Regions from separate parts of the Gasterosteus aculeatus genome. Here region 2 is linked to region 1. The links are chromatin contacts, called in public Hi-C maps. All regions are on one chromosome and are shown on one strand. The core of a region is the stretch at or near the end of the contact, and the rest is flanking DNA. Distances in the headings are between cores, read along the strand shown. Region 1 overlaps cdk14 (cyclin dependent kinase 14). Region 2 holds the start of cdk14 (cyclin dependent kinase 14).

Evidence for each region. A called contact is a pair of places that touch in the nucleus more often than the background predicts.
Region 2: a contact with region 1 is called in a Hi-C map of skeletal muscle, with 5 times the contacts expected there. The contact joins the promoter of cdk14 here to the enhancer-like site in region 1. A contact is called at or near these places in 4 of 6 Hi-C or Micro-C datasets (skeletal muscle, tail fin and whole body).

The regions. Positions count from the first base shown.
Region 1 is chr20:20,765,506-20,772,044 of fGasAcu3.hap1.1, forward strand. It overlaps cdk14 (cyclin dependent kinase 14), which reads right to left. Exons shown (of 15, transcript XM_040164536.2): 11 at 2,364-2,427. Among protein-coding and RNA genes, the nearest start is that of LOC120810191, 36 kb to the left of the region's middle. Within about 2 kb of position 1,651, at least 6 of the 9 cell types and tissues checked have open chromatin away from gene starts, as enhancers often do.
Region 2 is chr20:20,846,167-20,852,312 of fGasAcu3.hap1.1, forward strand. cdk14 (cyclin dependent kinase 14) reads right to left here and starts at 4,718. Exons shown (of 15, transcript XM_040164536.2): 1 at 4,058-4,718; 2 at 38-69. The coding sequence starts at 4,151. It overlaps LOC120810724 (pituitary tumor-transforming gene 1 protein-interacting protein), which reads right to left. Exons shown (of 7, transcript XM_040165548.2): 7 at 6,068-6,146.

The DNA of each region.
Region 1 (6,539 bases), core at 401-2,900:
AGGCTAGAAAGCGTTTCAGGCTCTTCTGACCCACAATCCTTTGCAAAGAGGATAAATGAGTGAGTGAACGTTTCCAGTTGACTGCATGCTGCACGTAACTCGTACTACTGTTCTGTAACATCATGTACTACAATGAAATCTGAGTCCATGGAGGGAAGTGAGCAGGGATTATTGATGTGTGTGTTACAGGTAGTTGTTCTGTGAATACCAACTTCACTACATGGAAATTGTGGCGCAACTCAGAAACAGGAGTGCATAAAACAATAAAAATAAATTGTATGTCCATCTTCAATGCACTAAATGACAAAAATTAATTTCACAAAAAAATAAAAACGACACAAATTTTAAAAATGATATATATATTCCATTTTTCAAGGTCTCTGAAAGTGCCTCCTGTCCATTTGTCGATGCCTGTAGGCGTTCTCAGACGGCGGACGCTGAGCCACATAGCAACAGGCTCGGGATTGTTAGCTCGGAGTTTCTCCCTCACACCCGGTCCAATCACATGCGGGCTGGGTGGAGCAGGGGTGGATGATGGACACAGGGTGGATGAATCGAATGACAGAAGGATGGATGGCCCGACTTTGAATCTACTTACTTTTACCATGAACGCCTATCAAGCAATTGTAATATCACAAGGGGATTTTTGCTCTTTATTGATTATTTGACCATCTATGATCATGTCTGCGTCGATGTATGTTGTATATGGATGCCTCTCTCCAAATCAAAAAGCATCCTTTCTGGGGATCATACACTGAACAAGTCATTCTAAATATTATAACCTCTTTAATGATACACAATGGCCCTTTGACTTTCTTCTTTAACCTGGCACTAGTCGCAACACATGACTGCAAACAGCCGAATGGGGAATCGTTCCATAACTGCAGAGGATGTGAAAAAGAAGCGGGGCCTCCAACCACCCGGTGCTGATGAGATCCAACCGTAAGAGCATGTTTGGGACATGAACGTGATGAATCACAGCCAGAGGAGCTGTTAGGGAGACGCACTCCTGCCCCCTGCTGGGCCGGACATGGAACAAGCTGCTCTCACATCACTGCGTAGACTCGCTTCAAAGACCTCGAGGATCCAGGTTATTATCATACTTTCCCATCAGTCCAAACTGACTCTGGTTTGATCACGGCGGGTCAGTCGCATGTGGACGGGTGAGGCAAAGCGGGAAGCGGAACCATTTAGCTGGTGTTACACAGAAATCTGTCCCCTCTGAAAAGTTGTAGTTTGATAAGTGGTGCATTTCCTTTTTTTAATCTATGTTGTTGTTTATTTTATCTTACTTCTTTCTTTTTGCACATACCATATAACTACATGATATAAATAAGCACAAAAATAAGAGTATTTTAAAGTTAATCATCAAAACAGTGCAAGTGCATCTGGGGATCACTATCTCTTTAAATGTGGAGATGTTTATTTTTCAACCATACCAAAAAATAACATATAAATATATCGACATTGTATATAACTGCCATGACACGTAAAGCTGATCCTCTTGGTCTGCCTGCGTTTGTTGAAAGTGCACACACCACATGAGCAGATGTGGTGGTGTGTGTGTGTCAGACAGCTGTTCCCAGTGTGTGAGAGGCAAACATGAGCCGAGCGTCGCCATGGCCACGGGATGAGCGCGTGCATGGGGACGGGTTGTGTGTGCGTGTGACCACGAGGGCCCTCCGGTTGGTCCCTAATTGGCCACTGGAGATGTGAGGTGGCTCTGTGACGCCATCGCTCCGACCGTCTTCACGTCTCTGCGCTCGTCCTCTCTCTCTCAGTCCATCAGCCAACACTAATCTGCAGTCCCTCTATTCATGTTCCCTCTAAAAGCCCTAATGAGCTCCCAGAGGGCATGGCGGCCCTGGCAGAGCTGCCACCCCCATGCCCAGCCCTCCTGCCCCTCCTGCCCCCCTGCTGCTGTATGCATGTGTTACAGTGAGACCTGGTTCATGTTGGTGATGTATATAAACCACGTAACCCACCTCAGTGTGGCTCATCAATGGCACACAAGCAATACATATCCAAAGGAACTGTTAGGCGGAATTATATTTCATGGGTTGTGTAACGCTGACTCCTAATCGCCACGGCAAACAAGCTTCTTCATCGTGTGCTCAGATGTTCCACAAGCCAAGGAAAATATTACCACAACTCACTCTCACATCCAAAAAGTCCATCAGAGTAACGTATGCTAATCATTTATTATACGTTATGTTTAGCCCGTGCTAACACATACGATGCGGCATGCTAACCATTTAGCATACAAAACACTCATCGTACAGAGTTCCCTGTATTCAATGTTCACCCTCTGGGCAGCGTTGGGTGGGACTCTTCAGTGAGGGTTTACAGCAACAGGGTCGCACCTGGTTTGAAGTGAGGCAGAGAGGTAACGCCGGGCCAGCTGTCCTCTGAGGGGGTGCCGATGACCTGGAACACACACACAGGAGAGACATTGCAGCAAATACAAACCCAGTACACGCTCTTTGCTGTGGCTTTGTGCCTAGCATTTAACAGTTAGCATGAGAAGCTACAATATTAGATGGATCACACAGATTTAGGTCAGTACTCATAAAACAATACAACTATTTATGATTGACTCTCAATACAAGAGTGTGTCAGGGAAGCAAAGCAGGTAAAGCATATAAACAATGCATCAGGCATTAAATATATGGATTCCGCATTGAGAGACTCCAGCAGCAGTCATGGTCGGCCCAGCGTTTATGGAGAGGTCGGCTGGAGTTCTCAAGCACACGGCCCAAGGTTTATGAGGACAGAACCCAGAGACGTGCCTTCCACACGATCCCTGGCAGCTCGGCAGCATAATAGTTTCCAGATGGCCTACAGCATGGGAGGTGCTGCTGGAGCCAATGTGGGCTCATCTCCATTTCTGATGGCTGCCTTTCATGTGGCTGACGTCTGGGATTCAGAAGATACATCTTTCCATCCGCAGAAACAGCCCAGGCCAGGAAGGAAAATGTTTTTGAAAACCAGAGGAATTTAATAGGAAAAGGTCAGAGGCTAGTTTGCCTCATGTTGGCCCCTTGTGGGAGTCACAGCGGATGTAGTAACAAATCACCACACTAGAGGGCAGTCCAGCACCAGCAGGCCGGCCTCAGGGAGCCTTCTGTACAAAGAGAGCGGGGCAGCTGCTGGACTTCATGGGAAGACGTCCCGTGGTTGGAAAAGGTCATGGATTATTTCAACATTAAAACATTAAGCCAACCGGTCAAATGACTTCGCTCACTCACACATCTGCTACTAGTGTGTCAGTTCAACGTAAAGTCAGCAGACAGAACCTCGGGCAGAAGGAGAAAGTTCTGCCTCAGAGGAATCTGTGAGGTCAATGGTCGTGACCCTTTGTTCTGCAAACATACATACACCTAAAACTCCATGACAGCCAGACACAAACAAAGAGGACGTCCGACCTTCACGGGATCCCCCAATTATATTTAGCAGGCAGAGAATGGAGGGATTACAGACGTCTGTGAGTGTGAGACGACTCATCAGTGGACAGGGCAGCTGCCACAAAGAGCTCCAGAACATCACATGCACATCATCTCCCGCCCTCATCACAGCCCCAGTGAGCAGCTCAGGCCCTCCTGGTCGTCAGTGACAAGCTGAACCAAATGGGGAGGACTATGCTGGTCCACGTGTTGGTAGCACACGGAGCATCATGGTCCACGTGCTGGTAGCACACGGAGCATCATGGTCCACGTGCTGGTAGCACACGGAGCATCATGGTCCACGTGCTGGTAGCACACGGAGCAGCATGGTCCACGTGCTGGTAGCACACGGAGCATCATGGTCCACGTGCTGGTAGCACACGGAGCATCATGGTCCACGTGCTGGTAGCACACGGAGCATCATGGTCCACGTGCTGGTAGCACACGGAGCATCATGGTCCACGTGCTGGTAGCACACGGAGCAGCATGGTCCACGTGCTGGTAGCACACGGAGCATCATGGTCCACGTGCTGGTAGCACACGGAGCATCATGGTCCACGTGCTGGTAGCACACGGAGCATCATGGTCCACGTGCTGGTAGCACACGGAGCATCATGGTCCACGTGCTGGTAGCACACGGAGCAGCATGGTCCACGTGCTGGTAGCACACGGAGCAGCATGGTCCACGTGCTGGTAGCACACGGAGCATCATGGTCCACGTGCTGGTAGCACACGGAGCAGCATGGTCCACGTGCTGGTAGCACACGGAGCATCATGGTCCACGTGCTGGTAGCACACGGAGCATCATGGTCCACGTGCTGGTAGCACACGGAGCAGCATGGTCCACGTGCTGGTAGCACACGGAGCATCATGGTCCACGTGCTGGTAGCACACGGCTGCAGGGGACGTGAATGTAAGCACACACGTAATGTAAGCTTGTACTTCCGTGTCTGTCACGTGCACTGCAGTCTGTTCACATGGGCAAAATCAAACCAAAGGTGGGCTCATTTAGCCCACCAAATACAATAATCTAGTTATTTTCAGAATGATATTTGTCAGACGATGTAATTAGTTGGCGTGGAATGGTATTTTTGTGATTCTGGTAGTAATTGCGTGTGAAACTCGATTGGCTGTAAATTGCCCCTAAATTCAATTAGATTACTTGGCATCAAGCAGGTATTGTCTTCATGTGAGTAACTAGGGAGGGGCTCCATGCTGATATCGGATCATGCTGGGATTCAGTCCCTCGGGGTTGGAACTGTCTCTTGGTGTGTACGTGGCCTCTTAACCCACACACACACATTCCTACCTCCACTCTGGGCCTGTGTCCTGACGCTGACCCCGGGCCTCCTCCCACTTTGACAATCACAGTCCCACCCTGGCTGCTCCCTGATCCGATTGGGAGGAGGTCCAGGGGATCAGAACCAGAGCCAAGTGGATCAGCTGTCTGCCCTGTGTTCAGTGAGCTCTGACCATCCTGTCTGGGTTCAGCGGGTGGGGGCTCATGTCACTGACACAGCGCCTATTATTTTCTCCCAGCAGCGTCTGGCTCTGTCCCGAGGGAGGCTCGCATGGTCACTGGGCTCTGCTACGATACAGAGAGGCGAGTGAGCCGGACCCTTGAAGCTGTCACGGTGTGGATTTGTTTCCTGTCTTATTTAGTAGTTTCCTGCTCCTTGTGTCTCCGGGTTACTTCACTTACTGCCTTGTCCTGTGATTGTCTGGTTGTTTCCACCTGTGTCCTCCTAGTGTATCTAAGCCCCGTGTGTCTTGCGTCCATTGATTGTTCAACCCTGGATGTCCTACTCTCAGTGTCTTGCCTGTTCCTGTCTGCGTTTTGCTTTCCTTTTGTTTTCAAACTCTGCGTTTGAGTCCTGCACACCTTCCCGTTGGTGACAGAAGCATGATGTTCCCCCGGTTCCACCCGGGGAGGCTCAGTCACAGGCAGCGTCCTCCCGCCTGTCTGAGGCCCTTTAAACAACTGACTGATGGACTGGAAGGTGCTTTATGTTGGACTACAGAGGCTCCGTGTCCGCTCTGCACTACGTGTAGGGTGGATCATCAAAATACACACCTCCTACCAGGAGACGCCATAGAACATAGGACAAGAGAAGATAAACGGATGGACAAACCAATGGAACACAAAATAATAAGTGGCCTAAAATAACTACAGACGTGTCATTACTGAAGTAATGGCCCCCCTAACGTCCCACATTCAACACTCAGTCACAGTCACTGGGCTCACGATGCAAAATATGGCATCTACAGGGCATGAATCAGACTCTGCATCATTTCTACACCAACACTAATCATCATCTCTATTGCTGTGAAGCTCTAATCTGATGAATGACGTTAATCACGTGTGAAAAAGCCAACGTGTTGGTGGAAGCACCAGAGCCTGCGCCCAGAAACACCAGCTATGCTATTATCCACGTTGCTTCTATTCCACTATTCACATCACAGGTCATTTAGCCGGCGCTTTTATCCAAAGCGACTTGCATTACACTTTTAACCCATGGCTCTTACATGTTTGCCCGGGGAGCAATTAGGGCTTAGGTGTCTTGCTCAGGGACACTTCGACATGGAACATGGGGCAGCCGGGACTCGAACCACCAACACTAATATAAGGAGGCGTACACACACCTCAGAGTGGACAGTGGACATTTCCGCCCTGTCTCTCTTCATATAGTCCTTGCAGTGGGCTGACAGCTAGTTAACCAGCTGGCGGGGGCCGGCCCCGTCCCCACATCCGCACAGAGCACCTGGAGAGATGGAACCATAGAGAGTTCTGCCCTGTAACGGTCACATGATCAAACCAGTGAAAGCAGATCAGCTGGCTGCATCAAGGTGCACTGGACATGGTAGGAGGAGAGGACCACGTTTCTATATGAACGATGCTTGCTGATCAAATACAGTCACAATATCTTTCTGATGGAGCAGTGTCAGCAGTATAGAGAGCTGAGGCGGAAGGCAAAGCCCTCTGGTCGCGAGCGCTGGGTGGTGGCGATTTGGTGAGGAGACATAAGAAAGAGGCCGGGGATCAACATCTCCCTGCGGATATCTGAACAATCCTGCTGGCCCCTCAGATAGGATGAA
Region 2 (6,146 bases), core at 3,468-5,967, 84 kb after region 1:
AAAGTGGCCGGCGAGGACGTTGACGTTTCCACCCTACCTCATCAAAGCCGCTGTCCTCCTTCTTGAAAGCTGCAAAAAGAAGAAAGGAGAAAAGAATCAGGCAAATAAAGAGTTTAACACAAACAGCAGTGCAGATGTGGCTTCGCGTGGAGCGGCCCACTCAGAGTGCTGAGCGCTAACAGGGATGGAAACGCCACCGACGCGTCCTGCCCGAGCAGTGGGGGAAATAAAAATACAACCATTTTGTTTTCACATGCGACCACAAATATGTCTCATGCAACTAAACATTTCCTCTGGCCTCCAACATCCAGGTCCGTCTCCGACTGTGTGAACACTAGTCTGTTTTCCCACTCTGTTCATCAGCAGAGAAAACTATGACGGTGTGTGAACCCTCGCGCTGTACTAAACACACACACACACACACACACACCTAACCGAAGCAATGGGAACGACTCAGGATTTTCCATTAAGAAAAATACCGCAGTGCTCATTGCAGCCATTTCAGAACCGTGCTCTTTGTTTTCTTCATGATGTTCTGATGTGATTCCGTCCATTATCATAGCGACGCGTCCCTGTTAGCCGACCCCCGACCCCAGCAGCTGGGGACAGACAGGTCTACAATATCCGTCCTACGGGTTCAGCCGGGATGTTCAACTGATACAGAATCTTAAAAAGATATAATAGTATCATAACTCTAATAGCTGCAGCTATTAGCTATTAGCTACAGGTCACGGCGTAAAAGTGATCACCTGGAGATCAACACAGAGGACAATGTGACTAAATAATGTAAAGTCTGGTATCTCTTCATGGCCTGGTACAAACATTGAAAAGTTAAAGCAGCATGTAGTTAGCGTAGCATATGCTACACTAGTTAATGAAGTGCCAATGTAGTTCCCCTCAGGACTTTGCAGGTTGTTATTCCTGAGATAGTCGGGGAAATATAAAATGCGCCATGTAAACAAATATATATATATTTGTTACATCCACAATGGTCACTGATCTCCTCCATTGGCTGCAGTGGATAATCAATATCCTTCACAGGTGGAGGCGTCCAACCTGCTTAACTTTGATTTCCAAATCCCTTTCAGAGCCCAAGAAGCGTCGAGGTAGCAATACTAAAAAGCAGATTATGATTTTGAAGTTATTAACTCCTCACAACGACTACGTTGTCTAACGAGGAAGAAGCGTGGCCAAAGGACAGGGGGCTCTGGGGGTTCTGGGAGTTCTTGGGGTTCTTGGGGCTCTGGGGGTTCTTGGCACTCTGGGGGCTCTTGGGGCTCTGGGGGTTCTGGGGGCTCTGGGGGTTCTGGGGGTTCTTGGCACTCTGGGGGCTCTGGGGGCTCTTGGGGCTCTGGGGGTTCTTGGTTCTGGGGGCTCTGGGGGTTCAGGGGGCTCTGGGGGCTCTGGGGGTTCTGGGGGATCTTGGGGGCTCTGGGGGTTCTTGGTTCTGGGGGCTCTGGGGGTTCAGGGGGCTCTGGGGGTTCTGGGTGGCTCTGGGGGTTCTTGGGGCTCTGGGGGTTCTTGGGGGTTCAGGGGGCTCTGGGGGTTCTGGGGGCTCTGGGGGTTCTGGGGGCTCTGGGGGTTCTTGGGGCTCTGGGGGCTCTGGGGGTTCTTGGGGGTTCAGGGGGCTCTGGGGGTTCTTGGGGGTTCAGGGGGCTCTGGGGGTTCTGGGGGCTCTGGGGGTTCTTGGGGCTCTGGGGGCTCTGGGGGTTCTTGGGGTTCTTGGGGTTCTTGGGGCTCTGGGGGTTCTTGGGGGTTCAGGGGGCTCTGGGGGTTCTTGGGGGTTCAGGGGGCTCTGGGGGTTCTGGGGGATCTTGGGGTTCTGGGGGCTCTGGGGGCTCTGGGGGTTCTTGGGGGCTCTGGGGGATCTTGGGGGCTCTGGGGGTTCTTGGGGGCTCTGGGGGTTCTGGGGGCTCTGGGGGATCTTGGGGTTCTGGGGGCTCTGGGGGCTCTGGGGGTTCTTGGGGGTTCTTGGGGCTCTGGGGGCTCTGGGGGTTCTTGGGGGCTCTGGGGGATCTTGGGGGCTCTGGGGGTTCTTGGGGGCTCTGGGGGTTCTGGGGGCTCTGGGGGATCTTGGGGCTCTGGGGGCTCTGGGGGATCTTGGGGGTTCTTGGGGCTCTGGGGGCTCTGGGGGTTCTGGGGGCTCTGGGGGTTCTTGGGGGCTCTGGGGGTTCTTGGGGCTCTGGGGGTTCTGGGGGCTCTGGGGGCTCTGGGGGCTGCTCGGGCACTACAATGACTCTTCTCTTTCTTGTGTTTAGAAGCACCGTCCATCGCACATGCACACGCTCCCCCAAGACTCCCCACACACTGCAGACCGAGACTCACTCGCTGCACGGATCCGTCTGCAGGTACAGCAAAGACGCCGCGGCGGCTCACGCGTTAGATTTCATGCTCACTTTGCAGGAAACGTTTTCAAATATTTATAACAAACATTATTCCCGATGTTGTAGCTGAAATTCTGTCACCTGCTGTACTTTGACGTATCAACTCTTTACGGACACACCGCAGGGTTGTGATTTTTATCACAAATATTACGTTTTCAATTACAAATTCAAAGCATCGTCATTTTTGATGAAACCAAGCTACGTTTTTAGGTGTCACTACAAAGAATAGGTGGAATTCAGGTGGTTTTTGTGAAGCTTTCTCTCTGAATAAGCGGATGTTGGTTTGATATTAACCACCTGCATTAGAAGCTGTCCATCATCAGATGATTATAAATGGGTTTATCCACAGTTACTGTGGTCAGTGTTGTGATCTAACATTACTCATCCACTGCCTCGCGGATGATTGAACATTCATCTCTCTTTTCGTGGCATTTAGACATCCTTACATGTAATGAATTCTCTCTTGGGGTTTGGGGGTTTTGTGAGGCTGGTGGGGGGACCACGGACACTATGGCTCCATGCACCCGGGCACACATGTATTGGCGAACACGGGGGCGGGGTAGCCCCTCCTCTGTTGGTCATTTTGGGTTTACTTTCTGTCAGCTGATGTAATTCACACATCCTGCAACCGACAACACGACATTTGGAATATTTAAAACTTTAATGCGATGTTTATGTTGTAAAGTTTCAGTCATCACAGCTCGTTTAAAGACAGCCCGTGAATACTTCAGGAGGAAGCAGCGTTTCGTCGGGGGCTTTCTTCATGATTCCTAAAACACAGTCCCCACCCCCAAGTTCACATGACAAACCGACTGCTCCCAGAGGACCTGGCTCATGATCATCACACCTGAGCTCACGGGTCAGAAAAGGTTGGACAACGGTCTCCTGCTTCAACGCTCATCCAATCAAATGGGCGCATGGGCTCCTGCGTTGATGAGGACGGGGATCAGCTGGACCAACGCTTGCGAGGACGTGAACATACGCCGGCTCTTGGATGTGCTGCGTTAAGAGGCGCAGGGCGAGAGCTTGATGTTGGTTCGGACGAGAGGAACGACGGCCAACGGGAGATGAGCGTCAGCAGGAAAGTCAATGGCAATCTCTCCTCTCCGGCATCATCGACCCTCACGACTGTTCATCCCTCATACATGCTGCATCCAGAGATTCCTCCTCTGCACACGCTGCTGCAAAGGCCAATGACGTGAAGGTTTCTGCCAAGGCGTGTGCGTGTGTGTGCGCGCCTGTGTGCATGTGTATGTGTGCGATTGAGAGATGCACGGGGATGCGATGGCTGCACCATCAGTGACAACCAGTGACGCGACGGCGTGTGCGTGATGATTCCTGCTCACACACGTGGTTATTTTAGCAGCAGAGTGTTTTCTGTTGGACAACAGAAGAAATGAGATGGACGTGTCTCACGTGCATCACCACAATCAGAAGCAGCTATTGGCGTATGAAGTGAACCGATGATGAATGTACGGGAAGATTCATTCATGAGGATGATGAGCAGCGTCCAGTTGTCGGTGGTCAAACACAGACGTGTAACATCATGTTATCAGCATCCCAGTGTGCACCACAGCTGCTTTTTGCCACAAATGAGTTTGTCCTCTACGTGGGACTAGTGGACTATGACTAGACGATGGACATTTCTCCAAGGAAAAGAAGAAAACACTCACCAATACTCCTGAAACTCTCCGACAAAGTTCTCCTCAACTTTTTCATTTTTCCGATTTTCTGAGGGGGTTGGGAGGAGGGCATCAGGTCGCACATCTCTCTGTGTGCGCGGCTGGACCGGGCTGGAGCGGGTTGGACCGGGCTGGAGCGGGTTGGAGCGGGCTGGAGCGGGTTGGAGCGGGTTGGAGCGGGCTGGAGCGGGTTGGAGCGGGTTGGACAGGATTGGAGCGGGCCGGAGCGGGTTGGAGCGGGCTGGAGCGGGTTGGAGCGGGTTGGAGGACCGGTTGATGGGGAGCTCTGCGGGGCTCCCTCAGCCCAGCTGCAGCGCTGCTGGCGGAGAGCAAACAGGAAGCGGAGCCTCTCACTGCTGCTTCTCTCTCTCACCAACTAGGAACACCAAATGTCTTCTTGGGATTTTCTCAAGAAGGCAACTACATCTCCAGAAGAGGCATGAAAGTCAGAAGCGGCGGCGTCCGAGCTGCTGCCGTGCGTAACGCGCCGCGCGTGCCCGGTGCGTCTTTTCTGCTCGGGTGAATCCAGCACGCTGGCTGCCGCTCGCACGGTGTCGTTTCTGTGCCAGTCGCTCTCCGCCCCGCCGCAATCTAGATGTCATTTTGGGGATTCTCTCTCTCTCTCGCTTCGACCCCTAGATCCCGCCCCAGTGCGCGGGGATTGGCGCAGTCCGGCGGAGCGGCGCGTTTCCATTCGCCCCGCGGACCGGCCGTCACAGCGCGAGCGCCGCCCTGTAATGTGTGCAGGAGGAGGAATATTTCCACGGGCAAGCGAAACGATCCCCATCCCACACACACACACGCACACGCACACGCCGGCGGTATTCTTTAATCTGTTAGCCACAATGAATGTGGACCAGAACTCTGACTTTAAATGAATAAAGGCACAAACATCTCTGAGGAGTTATCTTCTCAACATCTGCATGCATGCATTAGAGAAGCGTGTTCGTGCATCACGTGTCTTTCCGCGCGGCTTACAGCGCACTAATGCAGGGACCGCGGGAACAATTACTAGAACATTTGCTATTTTTGAAATCCTAAATTCACCAAAAGTTACCATCATAAAATACATCATTGGCTATTTTGAACATGACACAATAGAGAAGTTGTAATTGAGGACTTCATATCTGGGGGAAGCTCAGAAAGGTGTAGTGAGATGAGGTGGAAGCATCTGCAGATGTAAATTCATATGCAACGCTGCGGGAATAAAAGGTTTCATTTCTTTCCAATGAAATGCACTTTCACACCCATTGGTTCCTTTGGAAGGACCAGGTCCAAAGCCCAGAACAGCATGTGGACACCAGCTGTGAGCAGACTGCTGCTCCATCTGGGAATCTGGACCATCCCAATGATCTCAGGTAACGAGCGAGGAAACCATCTCCATCCACAGGACAGGAAATAAGCAACCGCATGAATGATACTTACGTTAACGGAAGATTACATTCACCTTCATTTCTGAAGCACAAGTAGAATAATTCACGTTACTTTGGAATAGTTACTATTTCTGCTTACTCCTTTTTCTAAAACGTAACTATTTATCACAGACCATGAATATCAATGAAAATCCTTCCGAGTAATATTAAAATGTTGAATAAACAGACGGCTGCTTAGAAAGCCTGAGATTATGGGACGAATGACTGGACAGGAAGGTGGATTTAGAGAAAACCGCCTTTAAAGACAACTAATAGATAGCATGGAACGCCATTACTAACCCTTTAATGTCCTAAGAGAAAGAAAAAATATATATTTGCCTTTCGCTCTTCTTCAGGGTATTAACAATAAAAAAGACCCAATCGTCATTAAAATACAGGGGCGATGTAAATACACCCAAATTGTCACAGATCTCTGGTGATATGCCGTCTCTGGATGTACCGATATATTATATTGGATGTCAGATGGAATAATAAGCTGCAGTAAAACATACTAACTGCGATCAGTAACAGAGTTCACCCAGAAAACAAGACATTTTATCTCCAAAAATACAAAGAACAGACCACATGATTAAAAGAAGGAATTTATTGAGTCATATCTTTTCTACAGTACAATCACTATTTCCTATTCCAATTCTTTATATACAATG